Linked DNA regions of Mus musculus: all the other regions are linked to region 5. The links are chromatin contacts, called in public Hi-C and HiChIP or PLAC-seq maps. All regions are on one chromosome and are shown on one strand. The core of a region is the stretch at or near the end of the contact, and the rest is flanking DNA. Distances in the headings are between cores, read along the strand shown.

Region 1 (4,509 bases), core at 1,485-3,984, 940 kb before region 5:
CCTGAGAAAAAACACAAAACTTGTAAGTGGGGGCCTCTGAGTTAGGGTTAGGAGGAAAACGGGAAACTATTTCTCTTGTCACCCATCAGACCTGCAGTACTCTTTTTTACAGGTTGTCCTGGAAGCTGCAGCTGCGTTTCTCTTCAGCAAAGGCACTGGCTAAGTACAATGTAAACAAATGTTTACATTCTGCATATGCTATTGGTTTTGCTCTCTTTCTGGGCAACAATTCTGAGACACTTGTTCTTCGTTATCAGAACAATAACTGCCCATCTGAACAGCTACAACAGGCTCCTGTGCCAATATTTGATGAATAAATTATGCTGAATCACTTTACACTGGGCTCCTGATCTATTTTCACACACACACACACACACACACACACACACACACACACACACACACACCCCTAATGTAGTTCTTACTATTTCACGCCTTTGAAGGTATTTATTAATTTATTTATTTATCTATTTATTAATTTATTTGGAGATAGGGTTTCAGCATGCAGCCCTGGTTGGCCTGTAATTCTGCATACAGCAGCCTCTACCTTCCCCCCACCCCCAAATGTGGGATAAAAAAAAAGCATGCACCACCACACCCAGGGATATTTTATTTTAAATGTTTTGGTTGATTGGTTGCTTTGAAACAGGGTTCTCGACAGACCTGGCTGTCCTGGAGCTCACTATGTAGACCAGACTGGCCTCAAACTCAAGAGATCCACCTGCTCTACCTCCTGAGTGCTGGGACATGCTCCACAATGTTCAGCAAAGGTTTTGGGAGGGGGGAGTTGGAGGGACACATGAAGGTACACATGGCTGGGGATATCCATAGAGTTCCAAGAGGGCGCGGTATACTCTAGATTATAAGCCACCTGCTGTGGGTGCTGGGAACCGAATCCTTTTTCTAGAGCAGCAAAAGTTTTTCTAGCTGTGTTAGCAGCCGAGACATCTCTCTCCAGCCCCAAGGATTTTCTTGTAAACCAAGGCCTCTCTGATGTAAACTCTGCTTGATTAATTAGCACCTACTCTAGCTATTGTGAATCTTGCTCATCTTTTGTGGATCACCTTAAATTATATTTTATTCCCTGATAGGATCCTTCATCCTGCACACTCTGACTGAGGAATTCTTACTGCTAGTTATCATTCTGTCATGCCAATATAAATTCGTTCACCTGTACTCTTGTCAACCCCTGTGTGTGTGTGTATGCACATACATGTGTGCACACTCAAGAGTTTGGGTATGTATGGGGGGGGTTCATGTGTACATGTATGTAGAGGTTATCTTCAGAAAGGCCACACTGAGGTAGGACCCACTCACCTAGAGATTACCAATTAGGCAAGGCTAGCTCTACTGCCCCAGCACTGCAGATTACAAGCGTGTACCACCATGTCTAGCATACTTATGGAAGTTGTAGTGACTGAACTCAGGCATTTCCACTCCACAGTAAGTACTTTATTATCTGAGCTGTCCTCATAGCCTTTATCCATACCTTGAATGCTTTCGATACTCGAGAATGCTCTCCTAATTTGCCTGTGGCCCCCTTGTTCTTCGAAGGAACAAGGTTGTCTTGCCTCCTGCTTTTCTCTCCTTACCATACACCAGGCAATCAGCCAAAGCTTCTTGAATGAATGAGTGAGCGAAACCAATGATCACGAGCCATGGCATTTGAAAGCGAGCTTTGGAACCAGCCAACCGTGTGCTAAGGTGATTTTCCTTCGGAGGTTCCAAAGGCTTCTTAAGCAATTCCGCTAATTAAAAGGAGAAAATTGACTTGAATGTGGGGAAAGCAATAAATACGAAAGAGTCGCCTCATGTTGCACTTAGTATGTTCAGAAATAACACTTAATCAAATATGACCCAGCAATGAAAATATGTAGGATAAGATTTTGGTCTACACATCTCAGAGTTCCATAGTTAGAGGTTACTATGGCCTAGGCTCACGTGCACAGAGTTTGGTTTCCCTTTGCTTATGTAAAGCTGTTGTGTTTCAGAGTATCCCAGAATGCAGCAGTGAGGGGTTTCTTCTAGGTGAGCTTCAGTAAAGATACTCTCAGTCCTGCATTGATGGTCAAGAGCTCAGGGCACAGCAATAGCCACCTCCCACCCCCACCACCCCCCATGACAATCACCCCTGACCACAGAGCTCAGGGCACAGCAACAGCAACCTCCCACCCCCACCCACATGACAACCACCCTTGGCCACATGCAAGCCTCTCTGTTCACCCATGAATGTGTTCCTCACAAACATTTTATACATGCCACAAGGTGGAAACACATGAGAAGTAACCAGAATACCGGAGTGAGTGAGTCTTCTACTCTGCAGCTGGGCCCGTGCACAGAAGTGCCACCCCTCCCCCAGTAACAGATGGGCAAAATAATCAAAGCCTGCTGTAATATAAAACCAGAAAGAAAGAAAGAAAGAAAGAAAGAAAGAAAGAAAGAAAGAAAGAAAGGAAGGAAGAAAGAAACCCAGATACAATCCAAGAGACAGAAAGACAACTAACAGGCCTAAAATTGGAGTATTCTGCATGAGTAGTTTATTTATTGTGGGAAAAATACGTATTATTCAACCTGGTCTCAGAATGTCTCTTGGGGACTGAGGTGGTCTTCATTTAGGAAAATCTCTCTATGAGCTGTTTGAGGGCAAGGGGAGGCAAGAGAGAAGGAAGACAACCTTTATGGGCCAGCCTCTTATAATGGTATGAAAATTTGAGAACAAAGGGGGTTGGGATGAGAGAGAAAAAGAGCAGGCAATTTGCAAAGCCACGTCTGGGGATGAAAAATAGCCCTGCTAGCCAAGAATAGCGGGATGTTTACTCTGCCATTTAAAATTATTCTTAGTCCTGGGATTTTCACTCTTGACAAATGTGGGTAAAATCTCCACACCCATAATCTGTTGTGTGATTTCGACTCTTTTATCCAGATTGCAGAAAGTCTGTGTTTGAGTGGGCACAGCACCGAGAGCAGGGGCTAGAGGAAGAAATAAGACACACAGAGGAAGAAAGGGGCACAAAAGGAGACCTGGTCAGCAAACCCTGGGAAGACAAAGAATTCTTCACAGAGGATAGTAGAATTTTACATACATCCAAAAATGTATGAAATCAACATGTAAGGAAACCTGGGCAAGATCCTAGAGGTCAGCAGCTGCACTCCGAGGTACAGTGTACATGGAATGTGAATACAGAGGTGTTATGCACGCATGAAGACACGTGTGGCGTATCATAAAACATGTCTGTATCATAAAAATGAGGGGCTCCTGAGCTCTGGGAACCCGCTTTGCAGGATCTGTCCCCTTAGATCCTTTTCTTTGGGTATGGTCACAAATCCACCAGACCCTGACCTAGATAATAAAGAAACAGGGGCTGATAGTTAAGTGGTAGAGAGCCTGCTTAGCAGATACAAATTCTGGGTTCATGGCTTAGTGCCACAAAATAATTTTTTAATTTGATTAATTGTATATAATAATTGTATACATACTTTTGTCAGAGATGTCGTATTTTCATAAAGCTACAAATTAATCATAAAGAAGCTCTCTTACGTATAAAATATGCAGACAGGAATGTCTCATGTAATTACAAAATTGTTCTTCCCAATCTGTGTATCTGGGCTGTTTTTTCCTGTCCTTAGAGCTGCACTGACTATTCTCAGTATTAACTGTTATTCTGTGTTTAATGGGTGGCATGTGGCTGGTGGTTGGGTAAGCACAGGGCCACAGTTTCCTATATAGACCACGATCCTAAGTTACATCCTATATCCGTCACACACTTGAGACTGCAAAGGCTGGGGTCCTTTATAAGAATACTGGATATCTGCTCATCAAGTTGCTTATTTTAGTTTTAGTGTGGGCTGGTGGCTTTCTTCCTGAGATTTGAAATGATGGGACAAATGAATTGAGATGCTTACCTAGAAGAAAATTACAGTGTTTGTGCAACTCTTGACCAGAGCACCTTACTTGTTAATATGTGTACTACTAAAATTCCCTTTACAAAAAACAGAACTTTTGTTAAATGACTCTAATGCCTGATCCCATTAAATTCAACCACAGCTGATGGTGTCAAAAGCTGGCAGGGAAATGGTTAAGATCTCTACTTCTGTCCTTAATTATATTTAAATTAATTTTAGCATGCAGACTGAGTATGCTCACAGAGCTATGGAATAATCCACTGTTCTAAGAACCACTAATTCCTAATTGACGTAGTAGCTTATAATTGTATTTTCATAGTGTTTAGTAAAAACATTCAGCTTGTTAAAAAAAAAAAATTAAAGGCCCATAATATGAAACTTATGATCAAAGAAATCAGCTGAGATCTATTTGCAACACATTTTTTCCTTTCTGAAAAGGGGTGGGGGTGGGGCACTCATCGTCTTATTTGGGTAACACAAAGGCAATTTTTAAAGCTCGGGTACATGTGCAAAGTTGTACAAAAGAACAAAGCCTAGTCTTTGTGGCAACACGTTCCTTCTCAGGAAATACATCTCACTAGATAGGCTCAGGATCCTAGCACTTTG
Region 2 (4,666 bases), core at 2,140-4,639, 750 kb before region 5:
TTTGCTTAGAGGCAGGCTCCAGAAAGGGGAGGGCTCAGCTGCGTGCTGTTCCATTATACGAAGAATGACCTGGTGTTCAAAACAGGATTTGGAGAAGCCTTGATTTTTGTCCGTTGTGGAGATCCGTGTATGTGTGAGGCCCTTGGAGACTGGTAGTCAAGTGTGTATTGCTAGTCTGATCTGTCAGTCACTCAGGCCTTTCCCTCCTCCGCGTCTCCCTGGGCTGCTCCATCAGGAGAGGTTATCAGGTTCCCCTCAGGCTCTTTAGAGTCACTGAGTAAACTGGAGTAAAGTCTGCTTAGGAATGTGTTTCTCAACAGCACCCAGCAACTTCCTTCCGGGAGCAGTGGTTCTCAGCTTTCCTAATGCTGTGACCCCGTTAATACAGTTCCTCAGGTTGTGGTGACCCCCAGCCATAAAATTATTTTGTTGTGACTTCATAACTGTACTTTTAGCTACTGTTATGAATTGTAATGTAAAGATCTGATATGTAGGATATCTGATCTGCAACCCCTGTGGGGGTCGGGACCCACCGGTTGAGAATGGCTGCAACTGGAGTATTCTTAAGGCTGCAGAGGAGTTATTTGCAGGCGGTTTATGTTTGCCTGCTCTGGTGCTCACTATCTAGACAAGATTGTCCTGGAAATGGGAGGCTGGTCGCTCTGTTTCTCCTCCCCCAGTGAAGTTCTTCAGGATGCAAGCTAACAGTTTCACTGGGAAGAGTAAAGTCTGAGGAGGAAATACAAGTGGGGAGTTACAGGGAGAAGGAGATGTAGTGTGCTCTGTGCCCCACTTTTTAGAGAGAAAGAGAGAGAAAAGAAGGAAGGGAAAAAAAAAGAGCTGTAATTTCCTCCAGCATTGGGCTTTGTGTTTTAGACTGTGAATCAGAGAATCATTTAGGACCCATTGCTTGCCCAAATCAAAGAGGAAGTGAAGCCAGAAGCATCGTATAAAGCACAGCCAATTACCTGAGGATTATTTTACAGGTCTGAATAGAGAGAACACGGCTTTAGAATTAGCTACGATAGCTCAATATGTTAATCCTGTGTAAAAATTAAATCAGGGTGCTCATCATACACTCTGTATTTCTCTTAATGTGGTTTTACTAAATAGGGATTTTTCAAGAGTGGCTCATGACTGCTAATGCAGTCATTATGCTGACGAAGTGTTACGCACTGTAAGAAGGAAGAAAACTGAGCTGGTTAGACATTTTATCTAATTACAATGTTCCATTAAAAAATAATAATAAAATAAAAGTGTCCAGGGGCTGGAGAGATGGCTCAGCAGTTAAGAACATTAGCTAGTCTTCCAGAGGACTGAGGTTTGGTTCCCAACGTGCTGGTGTCAAGTCATGGGCATCTGTAACTCTAGTCCCAGGGGATCCTGTGCTCTCTTCTGGTCTCTGAGGACATCAGGAGTGCCTATGTGTGGTGCATAGATAGACATGCAGGCAAAACACCCATACACATAAAATTTAATAACAGCCGGGTGTGGTGGTGCACGCCTTTAATCCTAGCACTCGGGAGGCAGAGGCAGGCGGATTTCTGAGTTCGAGGCCAGCCTGGTCTACAAAGTGAGTTCCAGGACAGCCAGGGCTATACAGAGAAACCCTGTCTCAAAAAACCAATAAATAAATAAATAAATTAATAACAACAAAGTGTCCATATGCTGGATATACTATCAAGGCTTAACTCCAAAGGTAGCTTCCTAGCTTCCTCCTCTTTCCTTCCAAGGGACTTATGGGTTTACCAGTTTTACAAGATGAATTGAACAGATGTCACCCCTTTAACGACCTTCTACAGGAGGCTGGGGAGGTGGCGCAGTGCTTAAGAGCACTTGTTGCTCATACAGAACACCTGGGATTGGCTTCCAACACTACAGAGTGCCTCTCGGCCTTCTGAAACGCCAGTAACAGGGAGATCCAAGCATTCACATTCCCTCCCCCCCCCCATATTAAAAATGAGATCAATCTTTAAGTTTTTGTTTTTGCTTTTGTTTCTGAGACAAAATTTCTCTGTGCATACCTGACTGTCCAGGAACTCACTCTGTAAACCAGGCTGGAGCTGAACTCAAATATTCATCTGCCTCTGCCTGCTCGGATTAAAGGTGTATGCCACCATTGCCTAGCAAAATCAATCTTTAAAATAAATAAATAAGTAAACAAATAAATACCTTCTACAGTAACCGCTGTCTCATTGAGCTTTAAACTTCTGGAAAGTTACTCCTTCGTGTAATTTTAGGAGCCCTGGAGTTTATATTGAGTTTCAAGAGAGAATAACTAATATAGAACAATTCTATGTGCTTTCATTTCCCTGTAGCCCAATGCGTACACTGTGTGTGCTTCTTTTTGCTGTAGCCGTCACTACAGTGATAGACAACATCTGTTTTCATGGTAGCTTTCGGTATTCCCAATTCAGAGAGAAATGTTATCATGTAAAATAGTGGACTCTCATACTTGAGAGATGGAAAACTTACCAGAAACCGAGAGAGAACTGATAGCAACAGGACAGGTTTCAATCTGAAGTTCCGGTGTGCTCTGAACTCTACAGAATCAGAGAGATTTTTAAGAAGAGCTTGTGCTTGTATGTACTGGTCACAGGAGTGTAGTGTGTTAGTAGGGGTGCTTGCAGGGGTGTGGGTAAGAGTGCACGGTTGCTCGATCTGCCAAGGTGGAGTCTTTGAGCAGCTTTAGAAAATGAAAGCATTCTCAAAAGGACCACACTGGAGTTTAGAAGATGGTAGACAGCTGCGCTGGTCAGAATGGAGAGTCCCAACAGTCAGGAGTCGCAGACTCAGGAAAGGACTCAGTGCAACCCGGCCAGCTCTGTCCCATCAACCATGCTGAAAGATACTTCTTTTACTTCAGGGTGGTTGCTGGGTCGGGGAAACCAGAGTGATACGAACAGAGGCCAGCTAGGAGCAGATGGGTCAGAAAGAACCAAAGGAAGACCTGTTCAGATCCTCACGACGAGAATCTACCCAGGGCAGAAAGAATCATACCCAGCACAGATTTCCCAGGCACTCTGATGGAGAAAAAAACAGAGTCTAACCACATATAGTTCAGGACCACTTGAAGGAGGAGGGACAGGAGGAGGGGAAGGAAGGGGAAATGTAGGAAGAGGGAGGAGGAGGAGGAAATGGGGGCATTTCTATTCACAACAAACAGCAAAAGCTGTCTACTTCACTTGAAGTGGGCAGATAAACCCATCCATTCATTGCAAGCTTCACACAGAAGTTTTTATTGTTTATAAATAATTACAGCTCCCTTTCATGTCCCCGCATTCTGGGTCTGAGGAGAAAAGAGAACTGGGCCTGTTAACCTTTACCAACAACTAAGAAGCATTTATGGCCAGCCAGGTGCATATCCTGTATCTAATCTCTGCTTGCGTCGCCTGCCTTACTGCAGCTGCAGCAGTTGGAGGGAGGTGGAGTCATTAAATACTAAGGAAATGTTTATGCTAGTACTGTCCCAAGCTAGAGCAGTAAGAACATTTTACTAACTGTTTGCTGTGTGGAAAGAGTCCCAGAAAATCCATGCATACCAGGATCCTGGCGTCAAGGGCACACTGAAGAGACCCACTCGAAGATCCAATGGGGAACTTGGGACCCTTATCAGTCTGTGTTTGTTTTAGCACTGTGACCATTGCAGAAGCTTTTAAGTGCCTTTTTGTGCATCCCCCCCCCCCCCCCCCAGCTCCCTGTGACTGTGAGCAGGAGACTCAGAGGCAAAGCACAATCATTTGAAAATTTCCCCATCTGAAAAAACAAAGAACAACATTTTTTTTTTTTTTAATCTGTGGCGAAGAAGATTGCGAAGGTGATCAATGAAATCCGGGGTCAGGCGCAGTGAGTGCGAGCCCAGTTCTGGGACTTACTGGACGCTTGAGTGGGACGAGGCCCCTGAGCTCCAGCGTCTTTATTGGTACTGTGGGAAGACTCTTCCAACATTGCTCCCAGTTTTCCTAACTATACTTACCGACTGCACACCATCTCCTGAGAGAAAGGGTCAGCGGTGCGTCTGCCCCCTGTACAGGACGTGAGGTATCCTTCATATGGTCTACTACACAAAGAGCAGCAAAGTGACTCCTGTCACATGTCACAGAGTTCATTCAGTCTTTGCTCTTTTCTGCTCAAGCTTTTCTTCCTTCAGCTCCTCCTCTTCCTCCCCCTCCTCCCCCTCCTCCCCCTCCTCCCCCTCCTCCCCCTCCTCCCCCTCCTCCCCCTCCTCCCCCTCCTCCCCCTCCTCCCCCTCCTCCCCCTCCTCCTCCTCCTCCTCCTCCTCCTCCTCCTCCCCCTCCTCCTCCCCGTAAAGATTTATTTATGTAATTAATATGCGTACAATGTACCTGTCTTCAGACACACCAGAAGAGGGCGTCAGATCTCATTACAGATGATTGTGAGCCACCATGTGGTTGCTGGGAATTGAACTCAAGACCTCTGGATGAGCAGTCAGTGCTCTTAACCGCTGAGCCATCTCTCCAGCCTGGCATATCACCTTTTAATGAAGATATTCATCCCTTTCTATTTTTTATTTTCCTTATTTCATTCAGTTGTCTCAATGTTCTAGCTAAGACTTCAAGAACTGTATTAAATAGGTTTGGAAGAGAATGGATAGCCTTGTCTTGTTCCTAATTTTAGTGTAATGCCTTAAGTTTCTCTCCATTTA
Region 3 (4,933 bases), core at 1,765-4,264, 980 kb before region 5:
ACTGTCATGAATTCAGGGCCAACCAGGGCTACATAGTAAGTTCCAGGGTAGCCTACATGGCAGAATAAGAACATTACATCATTATGAACAAAACTAACTCTAGTTGCTGGGTATGGTGGTACACACTTGTAATTACATACGAGGTGGATACAGGATAATCAGGAGTTCAAGGTCAGCCTCAGATACATGGTGAGTTCAGGGCCAGTCTGAGCTACCTAAAATCCTGTCTCAAAGAAAACTAAAAACAGGAGTAGGATTCACCACATTAAAGTAGAACTGGGAGAGTTCTCCTAGACTGAAAGTCTTATAGACACGAACAAACATAAAACAGTAATTCTTGAAGATTTAAAAAGTCTTTTAAGATTTGTCATGTGTATGTCTGTCTGTGTCTGTGTGTCTGTAATTGTGCCTATGTGTGCATGCTGTATATGTGTGTCTGTGTATGCGTGTCTGTGTCTATGTATAAATGTTATGTGTGCGTGTATCTACATATCATATGTGTGGGAGGTGACCACAGAGGACAAAAGAGGGTGTTGGGTCCCCTGGAAGAGCCACTTTCCACCCACTAAGGTTGTTGAATTCTCACACTCATTGAACCACGTCAGAAAGTAAAGTAGACAAGAGAGTCATTCCTCACTACCTCATTATATTTTAATAACGGTTACATGTTAGAAAGGGGGGAAAATAGGTGTTTGCTCACTGTGGAAAAGCTAAGGAGAGGGATCATGAAAAGAAAACACTTGTATGTGCCCGTGGCCTGCATTCAGCTACTGATCATATCCAGGTTCACATAAACGTACATGCTTTGCAGAGATAATGTTGCACATGCAGGCTCCCGTTTTCAATTATGCTTTCCAATCTAAATTTACAATGCTGCCTACCAAGGAAAGCAAGATCTCAGTGTTTAACATTTCCTCATAGACTTTCCACTTCCATACCTCTCTCTGTTGATAGAAGATAGAAATGTTGACCTTTTATATTAAACATGCTTTCTACATAGAGATTTCATGTGTGCATCAATAAATTAGAAACAAGTTTGCTCTACCTTGTTTCAATGCCTTTGGGTTGTTTGTTTGTTTGTTTTTTGAGAGTCTTATCTAGCCTGTGCTGTCCTCAAAGTCTGTATAATGTAGCTAAGGCTGCCCTTCGACTTCTGATCTTGGTGCCTCTACTGTGAAAGTGTTGGGATGACAGGAACGTGCCACGATACTGGGCCAAAGTGTATCTTTTAAGGTACCCACAAAATGCAGTGCACACACTGTGAAATTAATCACTGAAGTGACAGCTCTGGTCTGGAGAGAGAGAACTCAGCTGGTTAAGTGCTTTCTATGCAAACATGAAGACCTGAGTTCTATCCCAACTCACAAGAACAAAGCCAGGCATGGTGACAGGCCTCTGGAATTCTAGTGGCCAGGAAAAGGAGACAGGAGGATCCCTAGAGCTGGCTCTCCAGCTAATCTTGCTGAAGCAATGAGCTCCAGTTCACTGTCCCATGTTCAGTGGAACCACTACCTCAAAAATAAAGTGGAGGGGACTGCAGAGTAAAGAGACTGCCCTGGGGCTAAGAGCACGCAATGTGCCTGCAGAGACTGAGTTTTGTTCCCAGCACCTATGTCTGGTAGTTCATAAGTGCCTAACGACCACTCCAGGGAATCTGACATCTCTGGCCTCTGTGAGCACTGCACTTAAGAATACAAACTCATGCTCATGCATACACATCTATACATAATATAAAATAAATAAAAATGAATATTAAATCTAAAAAGTAATAATAATTAAAGAAGACACCAATAATAACCAGTCTCTGGCCTGTATGTACACTCGCATACACATGACCCCATACACATGCATACACACCATATACCACACACACAAAACAATAACAATAATAAGTAACCTCTATTACTAATAAGTAATGTAGACCAGAGTTGGAAGAGCCTGTGTTTAGCATACACAAGGCCCTGGGTTCTCCAAAAACAAAAACAAATAAATGTTATTAATTGGCCTTTTAAGTTCTACCATCCCAGGGCCCCAGACTCTGTGTCATGCTTTCATGCAAGAGCGTGAGAGTTACTTTGCTTCCTACAATACAGCTGAGGATGCTTTCTCGAGTTGTTCAAGCAAATACAAGCCACACATGGGGTATTAACAGAAAGAAAATATTGAAGGGGGATAACAGAACTGGTTAACCATGCCCTAAGGCCTCTACCACTAGTGAATTTTAGAGACATCTTAACTCACTACTCATAAATGTCCCTGAAAAAAAAAATATTCTCTCACGTTAAGTGGAGGAAGAGACACAGGTCAGGTTTAATAGAAGGCCAAGGGAAAGGGTCAACGCAAGAGCAAGAGTTCACAGTAAAGCCAGAGCAGAGGGGGGCCAGGCACAGCCTTTCGGATCTCAGACAAGACAGGGGAAGCCCTTCCCTCTGCAGCCTTCTCCTTTGCATCCGCCCTCACCTTCAGGTCTGAAGTAAACCTGAGCCAGGAGCCTCCTGGTGCAAGCAACCCTCTCAGAACTTAACAGTCTCAGGTTTTAAGCAACTCTTAGAGCCTCAAGGTCAGCTAGGGTACACACACACACACACACACACACACAAAGAGGAAAATAGGTCGGGAAACAAGAAAAAAGGAAACAAGTCACTTGGCAAACCAACCTCCACGGAGAATTAGCTTCTGAAAATCTTCTGAGCAAACAATTCACACCATAAAACAGCTGCTGCTTGCCATCTGCGGGTCCTAATCAACACACGCACATACACACACACACACACACACACACACACACACACACACACACATATATACTTCTGCCCAGTGGTACCCTGGCTCCTAGCTATTTCCTGTCCCCTTCAACCTCCTAAGCAATTCTTGGTCAAAAAAACGAAGTCACAAACTTACAGGCACTGACAGTGTTTTCCTAGGGTAGATTCTGTCCAAGACGTTATGACAGTAACAGAAAAAGAGCAAGCAGGCCTTCAAGTCCTGACGTCTGCTCACCACTTTCAAAAACTGGCTCCTGACCTTATTCTCACTTGGGTCCTTCAGGTCCAGTCGGTGAACTCTGGACCTTTACTGGACCAGATCAAATCATTTCTAGAACCACTGTACCACATTTTATTTAGTCTTTCTGTTCCTCTCCCCCAGCCTCAAACGAATGACTCTGTGCCAAAAAAAAAAAAGCGGGAGGGGGGAGAGAAAGAAAAAGTTGCTGTTTGAGAGAGTATCAGCATGCTTGATTCATGCCAAAGTTTACAGCATAGTTCTATCCTGAGCCACAGCGAGGATGGGCCGTTGTGGGGGAGGGAAATGGAGCCAGGCAGCTGTTTTTTCAATAAACTCTAGCAGAATCCCGCCCACTTCCTGCACTGGCTTCAGGGACCCCAGCAGAGAGGAGGAGGAGGCAGCCAGCGAGATCTTCCTCCTCCAAGACTCAGGCTACTGCCTCCCTGGCTCGGACCCTCCTGATCCACCCCTGAACCTCAGGAGGGCAGCCAGAGGGTTTGTCCCAGCTCCTTTGGATGTTTATTTCTGGTCTCCAACTCCCAGGAGAGTTTCACCTCCTCTCTCCCTAATCTTAGCCCTCCCCACGCTCCACCCTCCCCCGCCCGTGTATCCTAGCTCTGAGGCACACCAGGCATGACTGCAAAAGCAGGGAAGGGAAGGGAGTGCGTTTCTCATCCCACACCTTCCAAGAATATGCTGGCCTTCCCTCTCTGCAGCTGTGGTCATCAGTCCCTCGGCTCCTCAAGCCAGCCTTTCCTCAGGCAAAGCCTCTGAGTTCAGTTTCTTTTCTGGAGTGGGAAGGGAGGGCAGGAACATGAGAAGGCACGGAAAAGCTGCTGCGCCCACCAAGACCAAGCAAGCGGCTCAGTCAGCCCTAAAGCTTTAATTTGTTAACTTAGAAACCCCTGGGGCATTGCAATCAAAGGAGGGCTCCACCCAGCAACACCTCTGATTACTTTTTTCCCTTCTAGTGGGCAAGTAAAGAAGAGGGGAAATTAGGACAACCGTGTGCAAAACAGAACTACTCCATAACACGGACTTGGCTCTCACAAGGTCCAGATTACGGACTCAACACCTCCATGCCTGTCCAAATGGAAAGAGAAAATACTCAGGGTGCAACCTAGATCCAGCTGCCCAGACAGCCTGCCAACCAGAGCATCAGTAAACCCCAAATTGCTGCTCAGGCCCCAGATGGCTTTTTCATTCCTTCTTTCTTTTTAAAGTTCTTTAGGGTTTTCTAGTTCATACTGGTAAACTGACTCTTTCATATCCTGGTTTTAATATGCGCGAATCAATAAGCAACAAACCCTTGGTGTGAAAGGGTCTGGTATAAGCATAGAAGTTTATACACAGTGACTGTGCAAGAAAATCAATCTTTCTTTTAAAAAGTCTCAGATCTTTCATAAATGACTCAACAGTAACCAAAGAATGAAAATGATTATGTCATAGTTCTGTTAATGATTGAAATATAAATTAAAAAAAAAAATCAGGCTCGAGGAGATGGCTCCGTCCATAAAGTCCTTACTGAGCAAGGGCAAATATGATGTCCTCAGTCTGATCTCCAACACCCACATGAAAGACAGGCACAGCTGTGTGCTCCAGAAATCCAAGAGCTGGGGAAAGGAAGGTGGGAGGGCCCCAGGGCTCCCTAGCCAGCTAGCCTGGCTCAACTGGTGAGTTTGGGCTCCCAAGAAAAATCCTGTCTCAAAAAAGAAAAGGTGGGAAGCAACTAACAAAAACATTACTTTGACCTTTGACCCCAGGCACATGAATATAATCACCTACTCCCCGCCTCTCCCTCCCCCTCCCCTCTCTTCCCCCCCTCACCACACACACACACACACACTACATGAGTTGGCACATAACCAACCCTAGGTCACCCTGTATTTCCAAATAGAGAAATAGAGATCTCATATAGCCTAACTCA
Region 4 (4,940 bases), core at 628-3,127, 850 kb before region 5:
GTGACATGACTCTTGGAGTCGCTGGTATGACACCTATACAATTAGAATGTATTAAGGTTAGTTGTCGGGACAGTCTATACACTCCCTCCCTAAAAGAATAACTGTCGTCTTAATTCCTTTCAGTCTTTGACATAAAGATTCAAAGCTCCCCGGCTCTGGCACCTTGCAGAATGCTAACTCTCAGAAGTTAATGCATTGTTTGGATGCTTCCTAGAGTCACCCGCAGTAGGATGAGTTCTGTGTTTGACTTGTCTTGTTAAAAAGTGTCTCCAGGAGCTTGAAGAACACCTCCAGCATTTGGAAACACAGAAGAGGGTGGAGAAGGTGATAAATTACCTTGGTATTTGGACGGAGCCCACAAACATACCTGAAGACCATGAGCCGGGTTTTGTGTTGCAGAATCAAGATAAAGTCATATTTAAAGGCATCCGACAGATAAAGCCAACCTCTGTCCTTTGGACCCTAACTTAGATCTCTAAGTTATCTTTTTTTGTTGTTGTTGTTTAATGAACGCAAGTGGCTGGTAGAGATAAACAACTTTTGGAACGAAGTAGAAAAACAGCAAAAGATAGTTCATATAAAGTGAAGATATTGACTTACTGAGCAAGAACCAATGCAGAAGCATTCCGAAGTTAGGGGACTTGGGAAACAAAGTTAGGAAGCCGCCCTTCACCGCTATCTGGAGGGAACCTCGCTGCTTCCCCGCTGAACAGAGACGAAAAGCCGCCGCTCTTTTGGGCGGGTGTGGCCGATAGAAACAAAAGGTTAAAACACAAAAGGCGGGGCGGAGGGCTAGGTCAGGGGAGCTCGGCAGGCTCGTGGTTCCCTTCCTATTCAGACTGGCTGAGATAGGCCCGGGGGTCGCCAACACCTAAGAGAGGATGGATCCCGACGAGGACAGCAATAGGTCATTCTGGGTGGGTCATTAAACTGAACCAAACCACGGAGGTGAGGGGAGCGGACTCTTAACTAATGGTCCAGGCCCCATCAGCTTCATCTGCGCAGCTCTTGACAGTCTGGAACCTGTGGCTTCCTCAACTGGACCCCAGCCCCCAAAAACTTCCCGGACTCCTATTAATTTGCTGGAACTCCCTTACCACCCAAACCCTGTCTACATTCTATTGTTGCACGCTTCGTGTCTCCAGAGCGCTCCAGAGACAGTGAAGTTTGAAAACGCGTGAGGAAATGACCCCCACCTCTGCATCTTTCTTTTTTTGTGACCAAAGTCAGAGCTTATGTGTGGGTGAGCCTGATCTAATTCCCATTCTTATCAGAACGTTTTCCTCCAATCTACACACAACCGGGGAAAAGCGAGGCAGTATCCAGTTTGGATGCCCTTCTTCTTAGCCCCTCACCACCCCTAAAGAAGAAGCACAAGAGATGAAGGCGTTTAAAATAAACAAAACAATCTGTGCGAGAGTTTAAAAGAACAAAAGAAAAGGAGAACCGGGAAAAGAGATACAATTAAAAAATAATAATAAAAGACAAGAAACAGAAAGAAACAGTCAAACTTGGCTGCTAGATCTATGACTTTGCCCTCGGAAGGGCTGGGAGCAGGGGGACCTGAGGGAAGCAGGACAAACAGGACAAGTCACTCACCTTCTCCCTCCACTTCGTCGCACTTTGAAGGGACATTGTTTCCATTGTTGCAGCCTGCGAGGCGCTAGGATACTTTTGCGCAGCCTGACAGCGGAGAAAGTCGCGTTGACAAAGTTGCGAGAAAGAGATACTCGGGCGTCCAGGGAGCTGGAGAAGGAGTTCATCAGAGTTTCCCCTTTTGTTCCAAGTCCCAGAGCAGACAAAGAGGCGGAGAGCCGCGGCAGGTTTCTCCCTCTCACCCCTTCCTCCTCTCTCCCTCCCCTCCCTCCCCGCCCCCTCCCTCTCCCCGCATCTCCCGCCCGACTCTAAGCCTTGGTGCGCAGCTCCGGCTGCTCTGTCCCCAAGACCAGCAACTCAGTCCCGACCCTCTCTCCTTCCATCTCCCCGAAAACTTTGCCCAGAAGATGCGGGTCTTGGTCCCTTCTCACACCCTTTGAACACCCAGCTTCCAGTCCGCGCTCTCACGCCCGGGGAAATCTCCAAACTCATTGTTTCCGGGAGATGCACCTCTTTGTTTGCACTTTCCCTGCCAATCAGGGAGAGGAGCGGTTCACTTTGGCAATGAGTTTCTGCCATTTCTCAGCATCCCAAGAGATGTAATATGAAGGAGCCAGTCAACCCTTTAAGGTAAGAGGTACAATCATAGGTAGGGCTCACAGATGCCTCTCCATCCATGACCCTCCATCCTATGTACCCTCTTCCAACCAACAGCCTGGAAGAATTCAAAGAAGTTCTAAGTGATGGAAAAGTCTCTTCTCCCTCCCTCATCAGTGCCCACACAGGACCCTAGGGGAAAACCCTCAAATCTGCATGGCAGAGGCCACTAAGTATCCCACAGGGACCTACACCTTGCCCTTGTAGGTTACCTGTTGCTGCTGGTACTATGCCACTCATGGGGGGTGGGGGGGGGCCTGAACAGAGACCACCGGCTCAAACCTCAGAGAACTTCCTCTTATCTCCAACTATATTAACAAGACTCTCAGGTTAACATGGCTCCTTCCCAAACCTACTGTTCCTTCCTAGTTCCCTTCCTTTCACAGCTACAGGGTCTTCCTCCTTCACTTCTAACTCCCCATCCTCTTCCCTCCCCCACCTTCTGGTCCTGGGCAAGCCAGGTGTCTTCCTTGTCTGGGAGTCTCTCAGTCTTTCTTAGAGCCTTCTGAAAATCATCCATCAGTTCCAGAACTGGGGTCCCCACTTTACACCGCAGCATTCAGCTCTCATCCCAACATGGTTTCCCCCCACCCCAGGAACTCAAAGCTGCACCAATTTCCTTTCTAGATCTCACCAGAATAGAAGAAAAGCAGGAAGGTGGGAGAAGGTAGAGGGACACGCAGCCTTTTATATTCAGTCTTCAGGGCAAAGGGGGTTTAAAAAAAAACACTCAAACATTCCAAAGCAAATATTCAACCTCCTGCTGGTGTCCACGCACCTTATATACTCTTTCTCCAAATCTAGACAGGGAAGACCCAATGAGTTGTTAAATGTGAGGGTAAAGAGATGGGGTGAAAGGGGGCATAGGGAGCTGTATTCCTGGCTAGGATTAAAGATGCGAAGAGGGGGTAGGAAGGGAACCTTGCTGGGTCTGGAATGTCATGGGTGTGGATCATAACAAGCACCCTTCCAGTGCTTGCCAAGTCTCTCCCCTAGGGGAGAACAAAGACTCTGTGAGAGGGCTTCCGTTCTGATCTCCTGGGGTCTGCACTGGGCCCAGTGTTCCTCTGTCAGACTGCCAGAGCGCGCACTCCGCTAGCTGTCTGAAACTTTGTAACCAACTTCCTCCGAATTAGCGCTCAAGGTTTGCTGGCCCAAAGAAACCTAGACAATAACATCCCAGAAACAGAGATGCGCTCTCCAAGGTCGGTCCTCCAACCTTGCTAGGTGCCGGTTCCCACCCGAATGCTGGACTGCCCTCTGCCAAAAGGCAAGCAGAGCACACTCAATCCATTAGTTCCTTTAAAAGCAGTTTCTTAAGTTGAGGACCCTGCTGGGTCTGGAATGTCGGGGGGGGGGGGGGGGGACAGAGTTAGGTAGAAGCAACTACTGGAAAATGTAGCAAAGTAATAAAGGATCCACAGGGAAGGGCAAGGACAATGGCTCAAGAGGCTCCAAGAGGGAGGACCAGGGAGCACTAGCAGGGCGCATACCCGCGCGGGTCCCGCCAAGATTGCACGGGTCCCGCAATCGCGCCTGGGATCCTGGCAACACGTGGCCACCAACTAGGGGTCCGCTGGGACCCTTACCTACTGGTGGCACCTACACAGTGTCCTGAAATTGCCCCTTATCTTGCGGAAGTTCAAAAGCCTCTTTTTAGGATAGGAATCTTGAATGCATCACAACCACAAAGAGGAAATATCCCCACCCACTTCTGTCTGGCACATTCTCCTCTTTGTTTAATTATGAGGATCTCCAGAATTTTGTTTTTAGGAGAAATGTACCCTCCCTCTGCAAATAAGCACTTCCTGCCCGCTCATCTTAAATATCTGCGTTAAAGGTCATGAAAAGCCCGTACAGCCGCTTCTGGAAAATACTCCCAATGTGTAGGTCGGGTCACCCTATGTAGTTTCTAACTCCTAAATAATATCCAGTTCTCCAGTTATCCTTACAGTGCACAATACTGCCAATCCTCCCTGGTGGCACACCCCCATAATCCCAATCTTTTGGATGCTGAGGATGTCAGATAACTGAATTCAAGACTATCTTGGGCTACAAAGTGAGCTCCAAAATAGCCTGGGGCTATTCTGTGATAGTGAGCCCCTGTGATGAAATTAAATAAATATATAAATAAATCGATTGATTAATTAATTAAAAAGAAAGATCAAAAAGATTCCCTGGAAATATCTCTTACTCAGGCAGCTCATGAAGGGTCTCAGGGATGGTCTTTGTCAGCACTGCTGTGTTTTAAAACATAGCTCTTGCTCTCAGTTAGAGTTACGATTGCTGCCATGAAACACGTTGCTGTTGCTGTTGTTGTTGTTGTTGTTGTCGTCGTCGTCATTGTCAAGACAGGGTCTTGTTATATATCCCTGGACTGCCTATGAAATTCACTATGTAGACCAGGTTGACTTTGTAATCACAGAGACGGACCTGCCTCTGCCTCCCAAATGTGGGAATTAAAGGAGTCTACTACCATGCCCAAGCTTGATTTAAGGCTTCTAACAATGACACTTGGCTGCATGACCCTCCCTTTTGACTTCTGTGGTCATTGCCTTCTTTGCACTCTAAGACCACTGTGGTTGGTACAGAGGGGCAAGCCACAGGTGCCAGGCAGCAAAGCCCTTCAGAGTAGGCCTTACATAGAAGATGTTAGACACACTCCAACTCCTGCACTGGGAGGTGGG
Region 5 (4,548 bases), core at 582-3,081:
TTTTCAAAAAAAGTTAAACTGGAGAGGTTGAAATGGCATCTGTTTCCATTTTGTCTCATTAGAACCAGAGCAAAGGGACAGATGGGATGTTGTGTCAATTAACAGGGTCTTGATACAGAGATTTTTCCCAACATCTTCCTTTAAAAAAAAAAAAAAAAAAAAAAGCCATCTCAGAGCAGGGGGAAAATGAGCAAAGTTTCTAGCCAACACTTTCTAAACAGGAACGGCCAAACACTGTCCTGAGATCAACAACAGCTCACTCTGCAGCATATTCCACTGAGGACCCAAATCCAGTCAATGTCTCCTGAACATGAAGTAGCTGACTCCCAGCAATGTCAGATGCAGGCAGCCTTTTCTTCCGTAGATAAGCAAAGACTTGGGGAAAGAGAGGGGACTTTTTTAAAAGAAAAAAAGGAACTTTTTAAAGTAATAAACTCCAAAATAAAAAATTAAAACAAAAAGTCCAATGTTCAGTCTCAACAGTATCAAAAGCTCTGACAACCGAGAGGGAAGGTGGCCACTGGCTGCTTCGAGTTTCCGAAGGAAGGAGAAGTCATCGGTGAGCAGCCATGGAACTGCTGTTTGGAGGAAACAGTGAGGCCTGAGAGAGAAGCACCATGACAATGTACGTTAGATCATTTGAGACAGGACAGTAGGCAACTGTAAGTAGACATTTTAAAGGTTACCCTTATACTATTTTACATATTAAAATCATAGGCCAGTGGATAATATCATTATGGGACTATATGAGACTGGGTTGGATTTTTAACCCAGAGCTCTTTTAGAACGTACATTTTCATAGATGTGGCAGAAAACCATAAGATTTTTAAAAGCATGTTTGTTATTCAAATTCCATATATCTACTGAGTATCTCCTCTTTTAAAAATACACTTGTTAGGTTGGAGCTGGAGCTGGGGCTGGGGCTGGGGCTGGGGCTGGGGCTAGGGCTGGGGCTCCATAGTCGAGTACTTTCCTGGTAAGCAAAGGGCCCTGGGGTCACCCCTCTACAAACAGAAAACTTCAGATAAGAAATGCCAACTCTAGGATCATCCTTCCATGTGTGAGGAGTGCTTGCTTATCCTTAACTGCAGAACACACATGTAACACATATGTAACAGCCATAGCCTTGCTATGGTGTCCAACAGAGCCATCTCCATCTCTACCCTTCAGCCCAACACCAGTGTTAGTCATTTTTTAATTACTTCTAGCAAGTTCCAAAACCTTTGAGGGGCCACATACCTCACAGGCTACCACAGTAGCTAAGCAGATAGGTAGGTGCACAATGGCAGCGGTTACCGTACTGCCAAATGCTGCACGTATCCCTTTTCAATGCTGTAGATAAGAATAAGCTATCCTCAGATGCTTATGTTAACAGTGGCAAAAGTGCTCTTCAGTTGCAGAGCAGGAACTTTAAAGGGAATTTGTTTCCTTAAGTCAAATACCCAGTAGCCAACTACTCCAGAGTTCTGTGCTACAGGATGAATGGTTTGCAAAACCAAAACAGATCTCAACAGCCACATAGCCAAGGAAGCAACCACAACTCAGGGCCACTCATCAGACTGCTAAGGAACAAAGTCCTAGCAGGTGGCCATCCTCTGCTCCAAATTCAGCCATCCTGCACATGACATTATCTTCACGATTTGTATGCGGTCGTTTTGTATAATGTAACCCCTGGTATCCAATTTTCAAAATTAAGACAAAACTGTCTTTAATGACAGGCAAACCACAAGAGGAAACATCAATGATAAAAATAAGTCTGCTCAGAGCTCAGTGAAAAGGGCCCCTCCCAAGTCCCAGAGGTACCTGCCAAGCCTTACCCCACCCTCACCTCAGTATTTGTTCAGTGAAGCAGTGCTGTGCCTGGAACAAATCCCGAGGCCTAGTCAAACACCAGGTGGTACACCAGTGTCATTTTTTAAGTAACAGATGGCTCAAACTTTTCTTGTTTATGACATACAGCCAGGACTTACACAAGTGAAGCTGTCTTCCAAGTTCTTTATACAAGTAGCACAATTACTCATGTGACTCACCACTTCGAATCATAAAGACAGCAGCAGGTGGGACAGATGCAGGGCTCCTGGATTATTTATGACTTTGCATAACAGACAGAGAAACCATACACATGAACACAGATGGAGTCAAGTGCAGTCACATATTCAATGGTATTTCATTTCCTAGGTCATAAAGTCTGGAGGCCAAACCAAGTGAGCGCTTTGGTTTGAATAAATAAAAGTAAAATGTTACGAACCTAAGATGGAAGTAGGGAGAAGAGAGGTGTGTCCAGTGTCCTTCAAATCTGAAGGGCATTTTCACTAAAGGTTTAGGAATGGAAAGTAAGTCAAAGATTGCTGGGCCAGGAGTTTGCAAGGGACTTTCATTACCTGCATATCATTTCAGTTGTTATTAGGACCAGGTAATCTCACTGAGTTTAATTTATTAAACTGCATCACAGATTCCTTTATAGTAGAAATACACACTTGAGTACTGTGTGTGTGTGTGTGTGTGTGTGTGTGTTCAGTACCATGGTTTCAAGCATCAATTGCTCACTGTGTCTCTCTTAAAGCACAGGCATCAACTGGGGATTGGTGGGACAAACACCTCCCCCAAATTAGAGCTGTATATCAAATTCATCAAAAAATGAGGGGAAAGCTTGAAGCAAAGTAAAAGAAGTTACCCTAAGTGATTTTCTCCCTGTTTCTCTCTCTCCCTCACCATGTCCCCACTAAACAACACTACAGCCAGGGTCTATCTACCTCTATCAAAGGCTAGTAAAGGCCTGAGCATCTTTGGACAAAGCAGCAGAATTAAGGAATTGACAGGAAATGTGTGAGCTTTCCAACAGGGCCCATCGGTCTCAGCCTACTTCACTCTAAAGTGCCTGGCCCATGCTTTATCATGAACATGACTCTAGCATCACCTCAGCTTTCTCATCCCTGACAATCAAGCATACAATGATTGATGAGGCCTATGGGTAAGACCCGCTGCCCTTGGCAGAGTCACAGACAGGTTCAAATGTTTGGTGATGCCAGTACTGTTTCACCTGTAGCCACTACTGGGTCCACGATCCAGTTCTTCTATCAACCCATAAAGTTTGATTAGCAATACAGGTAGAAACAGAAAGCTGGTCCCAAACAGATTTGAGACCTGTTGTGCTACCAAAACATGCGGCCAAGTCAAGGAAAACCTAGAGGCTCCCACTTGAACACCTCCTGACTCCTCTAAAACTCATGGGATAGACTCAGATACCCCACACATGTTGGGTTTCCCTAACAACTGAATTACTACAGCTATTTTTCCTGGGTAAAATCCAAGTGCTTTTTGAGATGAACTTGTTCCTCTATGGTACTGTCCTGGTGCATTACTTCTCTAGCTGTCTAAACTGTCCTTCCTCCTTGTACAGATAATAATCCTCAGATAATAACACTGCAGGCCAAAGAACCAAAAGGAGCTGCTCCAGGAGGAGGAGCTGCACTACAGTGGGGGGCACGGTTCTTCACTAAACGTGTCCTCTGTGAAAACTTAGCTGATTATCATCTTATGCTAGACAAATTCACTCTGATCCACATCCTTATCCTAAAAGCTTGGGACAGAACTGTTGAAGTGGGCAAGTTTTTTAACTTCTGGAATATTACATAGACTTTTCCATCGGGGATTAGCACCCCTAATCTGCAAACCTGAAACCCAAATATTCTAAGATCTAAAACTTCTGAATGTCATATTAGAACTCAAAGTACTACTAATTTCAGATCAGTGTGATTTCCAAATAGGGCTATTCAACCTGTATGGGCTTTAAAATTGAAATTATGACTATACAAACATGCACTGCGTGACAGCAAACAAAATTAAATGCTATTAAGTACTCATTTGAAATGAGAAAAGAGCCAATTGTTTTAAATATCTGCTTCTGCTAAAGTGTACTGCACCAGCCCTAAGTTAATTGGTTCACACTTGAGGCCAGCTACCCAGCATGCCTTGTAATTATAAACACCAGGATCAGTGTTTCGCCAATTTCAGGAGCTTGACCATTTTGTATAACACTTATAGGAAAAATTAACACTTGGAAGAGGGCTGACTTTTAAATTTACAACTATTAATTACCATCCTTCCTTTTTTTCCCCTTTACCTAAGCACAGTGAAAAGCTATTGCAAGCTATGCACATTTTAATTGAATATAAATTGTTAGTTTCCTTTCATCCCTGTTTTCTGACCCATTTACTCCAAAATTCATATTCCTTGCTGCAAATTAATCAAATGACCAGCCTATGATGGGCACGGTGCTGTGTAAATTCAAACACCACCATTGGCCTCAGGGAACTGAACTATCTCATCCAAAATTCCATGGTGAAGGACTAAGTCACCAAGAGATTTGGAGAGTCGGATTTAAGGAGACACAGTGAGCAAAGAAGGATTTTTCCTGACTCTTGATTCAGGGACACGATGCACAGGTCTATGTTTCCTGGCCCTGCACTACTGTCCCTGGCCACTAAACACAGTATGGTCCCATGTAAAAGATATAAACTCACCACCTAGAACCTCCATCTGGCTCCT

The links. A called contact is a pair of places that touch in the nucleus more often than the background predicts. HiChIP or PLAC-seq counts read pairs in DNA pulled down with a chosen protein or histone mark.
Region 1: an H3K27ac HiChIP or PLAC-seq map of large pre-B cells shows a contact between it and region 5, with 3 times the contacts expected there. The contact joins two enhancer-like sites.
Region 2: a contact with region 5 is called in an H3K27ac HiChIP or PLAC-seq map of large pre-B cells, with 2.6 times the contacts expected there. The contact joins two enhancer-like sites. A contact is called at or near these places in 2 of 39 promoter capture datasets (maxillary cranial neural crest and pre-B cells) and 1 of 115 datasets of contacts at active chromatin or transcription factors (large pre-B cells).
Region 3: a Hi-C map of pre-B cells shows a contact between it and region 5, with 2.6 times the contacts expected there. The contact joins two enhancer-like sites. A contact is called at or near these places in 1 of 15 datasets of contacts at CTCF or cohesin (large pre-B cells), 1 of 484 Hi-C or Micro-C datasets (pre-B cells) and 2 of 115 datasets of contacts at active chromatin or transcription factors (T-cell acute lymphoblastic leukemia and large pre-B cells).
Region 4: a contact with region 5 is called in a Hi-C map of pre-B cells, with 2.2 times the contacts expected there. The contact joins the promoter of 2610307P16Rik here to the enhancer-like site in region 5. A contact is called at or near these places in 1 of 39 promoter capture datasets (cranial neural crest), 1 of 484 Hi-C or Micro-C datasets (pre-B cells) and 1 of 115 datasets of contacts at active chromatin or transcription factors (large pre-B cells).

What each region holds. Positions count from the first base shown.
Region 1 is chr13:28,791,032-28,795,540 of GRCm38.p6, forward strand. The region is part of intron 2 of 2610307P16Rik (RIKEN cDNA 2610307P16 gene); the gene reads right to left. Among named protein-coding and RNA genes, the nearest start is that of Mir6368, 82 kb to the left of the region's middle. Within about 2 kb of position 2,735, at least 30 of the 459 cell types and tissues checked have an H3K27ac peak or open chromatin away from gene starts, as enhancers often do.
Region 2 is chr13:28,988,987-28,993,652 of GRCm38.p6, forward strand. No RefSeq gene overlaps it. Among named protein-coding and RNA genes, the nearest start is that of A330102I10Rik, 25 kb to the right of the region's middle. Within about 2 kb of position 3,390, at least 38 of the 459 cell types and tissues checked have an H3K27ac peak or open chromatin away from gene starts, as enhancers often do. A contact at or near this core is called in pre-B cells, where this site is marked.
Region 3 is chr13:28,754,622-28,759,554 of GRCm38.p6, forward strand. All of the region lies in intron 3 of 2610307P16Rik (RIKEN cDNA 2610307P16 gene), which reads right to left. Among named protein-coding and RNA genes, the nearest start is that of Mir6368, 46 kb to the left of the region's middle. Within about 2 kb of position 3,015, at least 286 of the 459 cell types and tissues checked have an H3K27ac peak or open chromatin away from gene starts, as enhancers often do. A contact at or near this core is called in pre-B cells, where this site is marked.
Region 4 is chr13:28,883,545-28,888,484 of GRCm38.p6, forward strand. 2610307P16Rik (RIKEN cDNA 2610307P16 gene) reads right to left here and starts at 1,878. Exons shown (of 8, transcript NR_045054.1): 1 at 1,600-1,878; 2 at 1-33.
Region 5 is chr13:29,736,315-29,740,862 of GRCm38.p6, forward strand. The region is part of intron 5 of Cdkal1 (CDK5 regulatory subunit associated protein 1-like 1); the gene reads right to left. Among named protein-coding and RNA genes, the nearest start is that of Cdkal1, 120 kb to the right of the region's middle. Within about 2 kb of position 1,832, at least 46 of the 459 cell types and tissues checked have an H3K27ac peak or open chromatin away from gene starts, as enhancers often do. A contact at or near this core is called in pre-B cells, where this site is marked.